Regions from separate parts of the Mus musculus genome. Here region 1 is linked to region 2. Evidence: chromatin contacts called from public HiCAR-type data. All regions are on one chromosome and are shown on one strand. The core of a region is the stretch at or near the end of the contact, and the rest is flanking DNA. Distances in the headings are between cores, read along the strand shown.

Evidence for each region. HiCAR-type assays count read pairs that join an accessible place to other places.
Region 1: a contact with region 2 is called in a HiCAR-type map of fibro-adipogenic progenitors, with 8 times the contacts expected there. The contact joins two enhancer-like sites. A contact is called at or near these places in 15 of 39 promoter capture datasets (the 3T3-L1 cell line, 3T3-L1-derived adipocytes, the C10 cell line and 8 more), 1 of 15 datasets of contacts at CTCF or cohesin (the NIH/3T3 cell line), 3 of 484 Hi-C or Micro-C datasets (bone marrow-derived macrophages, embryonic fibroblasts and nephron progenitors) and 3 of 115 datasets of contacts at active chromatin or transcription factors (embryonic stem cells, fibro-adipogenic progenitors and stem cell-derived neural progenitor cells).

Annotation. Positions count from the first base shown.
Region 1 is chr17:7,839,440-7,842,460 of GRCm38.p6, reverse strand. No RefSeq gene overlaps it. Among named protein-coding and RNA genes, the nearest start is that of AU041480, 3.7 kb to the right of the region's middle. Within about 2 kb of position 1,755, at least 24 of the 459 cell types and tissues checked have an H3K27ac peak or open chromatin away from gene starts, as enhancers often do. A contact at or near this core is called in fibro-adipogenic progenitors, where this site is marked.
Region 2 is chr17:7,437,756-7,440,648 of GRCm38.p6, reverse strand. No RefSeq gene overlaps it. Among named protein-coding and RNA genes, the nearest start is that of Gm36458, 23 kb to the right of the region's middle. Within about 2 kb of position 1,333, at least 3 of the 459 cell types and tissues checked have an H3K27ac peak or open chromatin away from gene starts, as enhancers often do. A contact at or near this core is called in fibro-adipogenic progenitors, where this site is marked.

The sequences.
Region 1 (3,021 bases), core at 506-3,005, 400 kb before region 2:
AAAATGTAGCCCTAGCCCCAGATCCTCAACCGTAAAGAGAGCAGCCATCGCTAGTAATTCTTTAATGTGTTTAAATTCAATTTCAGGTATAACAGATGTGATCATGAACATGAAAATATTTTAGAATAGATACTGCATTAAATATTGCCATGTTTACAGTTTAAAAAAAGAGAAAAATCTACTAGACAATCTAATAGAAAAATGGGAGATGGTTGAAGGTGGTGTGCCCCAAAACAAGTCTGAGAGAAGCTGGCTGGGTGTTTCTGTCCCAGGGCCTTCCTGGGTCCTGTTACCCCAACCTGTGTAATTTAGCCTTTTCTTTAACCCACTAAGTCTTACCCTTCTAACCCTCTTTAAAAGCTTAGCTAATTTCTCAATTCTTTGTCAAAACACATTAAGAGTTATGTTTGTTTGTTTGTTTATTTATTTATTTTAACAATGAATACCCTTATTGCTCACCTGTCTGAAGCAGTGTGGAAACTTCTAGCAACATCTGGAAGGATTGGAGGCTTGCTTTACTTTGATTTACTGTTAGTGTTACAGAGAATCTTCTCTCCATTTTCCTAACACAGTTTCAATCTTATTCCTTTTTTTTTAATTAAAACTATCTATTTTTATGTATGTGTATGTGCCTATGTTGTCTGGGTACATGTGTGTGAGTACCTGGAGAAGGCCTGAAGAGAGCATCGGACCCCCTGGAGCTGGGGTTACAGACGGCTGGGAGCTGCCCTCGGGGAGTGCTGGGAACAGAACGCAGGTCTTCTGGGGAAGCAGCAAGCATTCTTAAACCACGGAGCCCTCCCTCTAGCCCCCACTCTAGCCTCCACTTTGATTTCTTGAGAGTTGTTTGTTTTTTAGTACAATGATTGTGGCCAACAAATCAACTCACTTGTGACTTGTAATACAGCTGGTTTGTATTAGTTTGCAGCAGGCACCCTTAGTGAAATGATCTCGTGTCGAATTAATTTTGCTGATACGTGGGGTGATTCACAAGTACGTTAAGTCACAGAATTAGACACAGCCTTCTTACACAACCACCTTCGAGATTATAAACAATGACATAATCAGTAAATACTGGCACAAAGGGTGGCCTACCATGATATTAAGGGTTTCTTCAGTGAACATACTTACGGGTTACTATATTCTTACTTTAATATACATCAGGGGGGAAAAAGGCAAGTATGAAAGTAGAGCAACTTGTGATTTGAATTGGCAGCGCATAATAACAGTTCAGAGCAACTGGGCCAGAAACACCATTCCATTTATAGCACTGCATGCAGGGTTAGCTGAGTTTGGTAAAGAAAAACTTCCAGGTGACTTAAGCAATAGATGAGTTCTATAGAAAGATGAGCTGAATCACTAAGAACTGTGTGTCCTGGGGAGAGTATGAAGAAATGACTCCACGCCCACAATTAAGCTACCAAACTATGTCATAAATGGAGATGTGTGTCGATTTTCTGAATTCTGCCTACTTTTACCCAGACTTTTAAAGACAGTGGAAAATACCCAGAGGAGAAAGATTCTCAGAGCTAACACCTGGGCTTGTCACGATTCTCCTAAGAGTCAAATTTGAGCCCCACCGCAATCATGTCAATGAACAAACAGGATGAATGAGATCAATAGCCCGCGTGTGCTTTACAGAATCACGGTAAGGAAGATTACTTAAGTAAATAAAGAGCCCTGTTGCTCTGTTGCTAGGACATGTGGAAAGATTGGCTTTCACGTGCCAAGTCGTGCAACTGACAGCGGGGAAATATTGCCAAGTGCCTGGAAGAGATAGAGGACTCTGTGTGCCAAAGACTCTGGAGCAGCTGGGATAGGGCTGATGGCCACAAACATCCGTGCTTCCTGTGTTTCAAAATTAAGGGCAACTTGCAGGAGAGTCCTGGTTGAGACTATCCATGAGTCTATGGGATCTCCCTTGGGTTGTAAATTTAATAAGAATAATCTCTTTTTTTTTCCAACATGAGGAGAGGAGGAATTTTATCAACTACTTTCTGAGTCAAATGGCCATGTGACCGTATGAGGACCATGTGGTCATTCTCCTATTGGTGGTAAATGACATTTCCTCTTAAATTTAAACGTCTCTTGAATTCGTAAGGGGATTTGGGTATGCTTTCACTTTTTCCATATTAAGCTGGATCTGATTTGTTAATTTTTGAAATGATATTTGTACCAAAGTCCTGAGTGTATCTGCTTTATTCTCCTGGCATCAGACTATAGTCGTTTAGTTTGTTATCAAGTCTCATTATATGACCATTCGGGACTTCCTTTCTTCTGGGGTCAAATTTAGAAACTATAATCTCTAGGAATTGTTTGTTTATTGTTGTGAGTGGATGGAGCCCAGGGCCTTGTGAACTCTCAGTGGCTGAAGACCAAGGCCCGTCCCAGGCCTTTTCTGTATAGGTTCTTGCTTTGCAGCTGGAGCAGGGTCTTATTCACATGCCTCACCTCCTTGGTGCTGCGTTTACAGGTGTGCACCAATGTACCCAGACCAGGAATTTTCTTATTTTACCTCAGTTTCAAATTTGCCAAGATATTTGGTGAAGTAATTGTAATCAGATAAAATAATCACAACAATTCAAATATACTTTTTTTTAGTATATATGGCTTTATAGTTATTTGCTTTTAAAAACCCCATTGTCCATCTTTATCCATGCCGTCTCTAGCTTTTTTGTTTCTTACATATTTAAACACGAAAATTTAAAGTTGCATATTTCTCTCCTATTTCCACATTAGAGATATATATTGTCTACTTTTTAAATCTCTGTGTATATATGTGCCATGGTTTTCATTCATGTCTATGTTTTCAACGTCTTACAAGTTGCCATACACAAAGTTCATTATTGTTCAAATTTATTTAGCATCAAAAGGTTCTATTTGATGATGTCTAATTTCTAGAAAAAAATTTAAATTTCCATTTTGACTCCTGATTTCATCTCAAAATAAAAAGAGAGTGTATGATCCTGGGTTTGTGAAATTTACTCTGTTACTGTTTGACCCAATTTATGGTCAGATTTT
Region 2 (2,893 bases), core at 84-2,583:
ATACCTCATTTGCATGTCTCACATCTGATTGGTTATACTCTCAGTACCTTACAGAACCTCATTATCATGCCTGGGCCAGGCAGTGTCTTTGCAAAAAACTTTACTGCATATGTACACATTGGTTGTTTGTCCAAACTTATGCGTGGTGGCCAGCAGTAGTCAGTGCCACTCTGCAACGGCACATGTGGCTTCCCACAACAGCCCTCTGCAGACACTGACTCAGCCAGAACCTACTGGAGAGATGGCTCAGCAGTTAAGAGCACTGACTGCTCTTCCAGAGGTCCTGAGTTTGATTCCCCAGCAACCCCATGGTGGCTCACAACCATCTGTAATGCAATCTGATGCCCTCTTCTGGTGTGTCTGAAGACAGCTACAGTGTACTCATATACATAAAGTAAATAAATAAATCTTAAAAAAAAAAAAGACCTCGAACAGTCAAACTGAGAGCAAAGAAATGTCCGACAGCTCAAACCCTAATCACTAAGGTACTGTGTTGTGGCAGACTAAACTAGCTTGGTCACTGGTTGATTTCCTGTTGGGAAACAGTCAGTGAAGATCTATGAAGATCCATGATAAAACTGATAGTTATTTATGCTAACCTAAAATGTTATTTTTTTAAAAGGAATACCCTGGTGAATACAAAACAAATAGCAGAGCTTTCTTCCATCTCCAGTTCATCAAAATTAATTGAAATAATATCATTTATCAAATAATTTAATAAGAAAAGAGAGGAGCTGGAGAGATGGCTCAGTGGTTAAGAGCACCGACTGCTTTTCCAAAGGTCCTGAGTTCCAATCCCAGCAAATACATGGTGGCTCACAACCACCCGTAATGAGATCTGAGTTCCTCTTAAAAAAAAAAAAGAAAAAAGAAAAGAAAAAGAAAGAAAAAACAAAATAAAATAAAATAAAATAAAATAAAACAAACATTAAAAAAAAAAGAAAGAAAAGAAAAGAAAGCACATTCCATGAATATAAACCCAATTGTAAACTGCGTGGCTCTGTGTCCCTATTTCACATCCTACATGCCTACATGACAATTAATCAGGACACCTTATTTGATATACATGCTGTTCAGCAGGATCATGAACTCTGAGGCCAGCAGGGCCCATCACGAAGCTCTAGTCATTGTGAAGACCTCTCAGGGCCTGCCACATGGAAAGCTGAAATCGGCTCCAACTGTACTAACACAGTGTATGGAGACGTGGCCATGAGGGATGTGAAGGGTTCAAGTTTCTGCCTTCTTGAAGTTTGTGTTCTAATAGGGAGATAAACAAGCAAAAGAATAGAGGGCCAAGATAATTACATCACCCCTTGAATAATTACATCACTCCCTGAAAGAAATAAACAGCCTAAGTAGGAGGTAGAAGTCGGGGATGATCAGGCAGGAACCTAGAGGCAGAGGCTGATGCTAAGACCATAGAGAGGTGCTGCTTCCTGGTTTGCTTTACATGGCTTTATCAGCTTGCTTTCTTATAGAATCCAGGACCTCCAGCCCAGGGTCGGCACCAGCCAGGCCCTCCCCGCTTGATCACTAATTGAGAAAATGCCTTACAGCTGGTTCTTATGGTGGCAATTCCCCAAGTGAGGCTCCTTCTTTGGTGACTCTAGCTTGCATCAAGGTTATTCAAAATCAGCCAGTGTGATGGGCTAATTGAGCAATTCAGAGAAGAGAAGATGTAGTCTTAGCCAGGAGTATCTCACAGGGCTTAATCAAAGCACCAAGACCAGACCCCAAGAGCCCCACACACGCACACACGTACGCACGCACGCGCATACAGCAGGGTTCAAGGGAATACAGCCTTACACAGTAATCATTTTTGCTATCTAGCTTCTTAGTAGCTTTTATGTGTTCACTCCTGTGCCTTATGTTAAACATAGCAAATCACACCATTTGCTTGAATATGCAGCCATATTATATGCTCAGAACAAAAGGCACACAAGAGAGAAAGAACTTTGTGTTCTGGGCTTTCAGGGAGCAAGCAAGTGGGCAAAAATGTGGAACTGACACATTGCAAATGAAGAGACTACAGGGACAGACAGCATGTATTCAAAATTGCTACATGCTGATTTTGAATTTGAAAGTATTCAAGTTCTTTCACCTACACAAAGCTAAGAAACCTTATTTTTTGTTCCAGAAGCATCACAACAGAAGTTTCACTGCTATAAGTAGGCAGCATGTCATGAAAATAGGTCATGTCTTCTTCTTCTTCTTCTTTTTTTTTAATGGTTTTTTCAAGACAGGGTTTTTCTCTGTGTAGCCCTGGCTGTCCTGGAACTCACTTTGTAGACCAGGCTGGCCTCAAACTCAGAAATCCGCCTGCCTCTGCCTCCCGAGTGCTGGGATCAAAGGCGTGCACCACCATGCCCGGCTGGGTCATGTCTTTTTATTCTTGATATGGGTCTTGATTCACCAATACACACACACACCCTTCCTGTCATATATATTATAGACTATGTCATAGCAGATGTCCTGGTCCTCTGGCTTACAGTCTTTCCACTCCCTCATCCCTGAGCCTCAAGTGTATCTTGGAGTATCTTGCCGTGCTGGTCATTGCGGCCCACTGGTGTTAGAGCAGGATAGACCACTGGCAGCTCATTGTCTAGGGAAAGTAGTACTAAGCAAGCTCTTATTTCCCAATGATCAGAGTAAAGGGAAATAGCAGAACTTTATGTAAAATATGTGATAAAAAGGGTTTTTTGTTGTTGTTATTGTTTTTTGTTTGTTTTGCCAGATGTGGTATTTCCTGCTTTTAATCTCAGCACATCAAAGATAAGAGACAGAAGCAGGCAGATCTTCGAGTTCAAGGCCAGTCTGGTCTACAATGAGTTACAAGCTAGCCAGAGCTACATAGTGAAACCCTTTCTCAAAATAAAACATTTTTTTCTTCCAA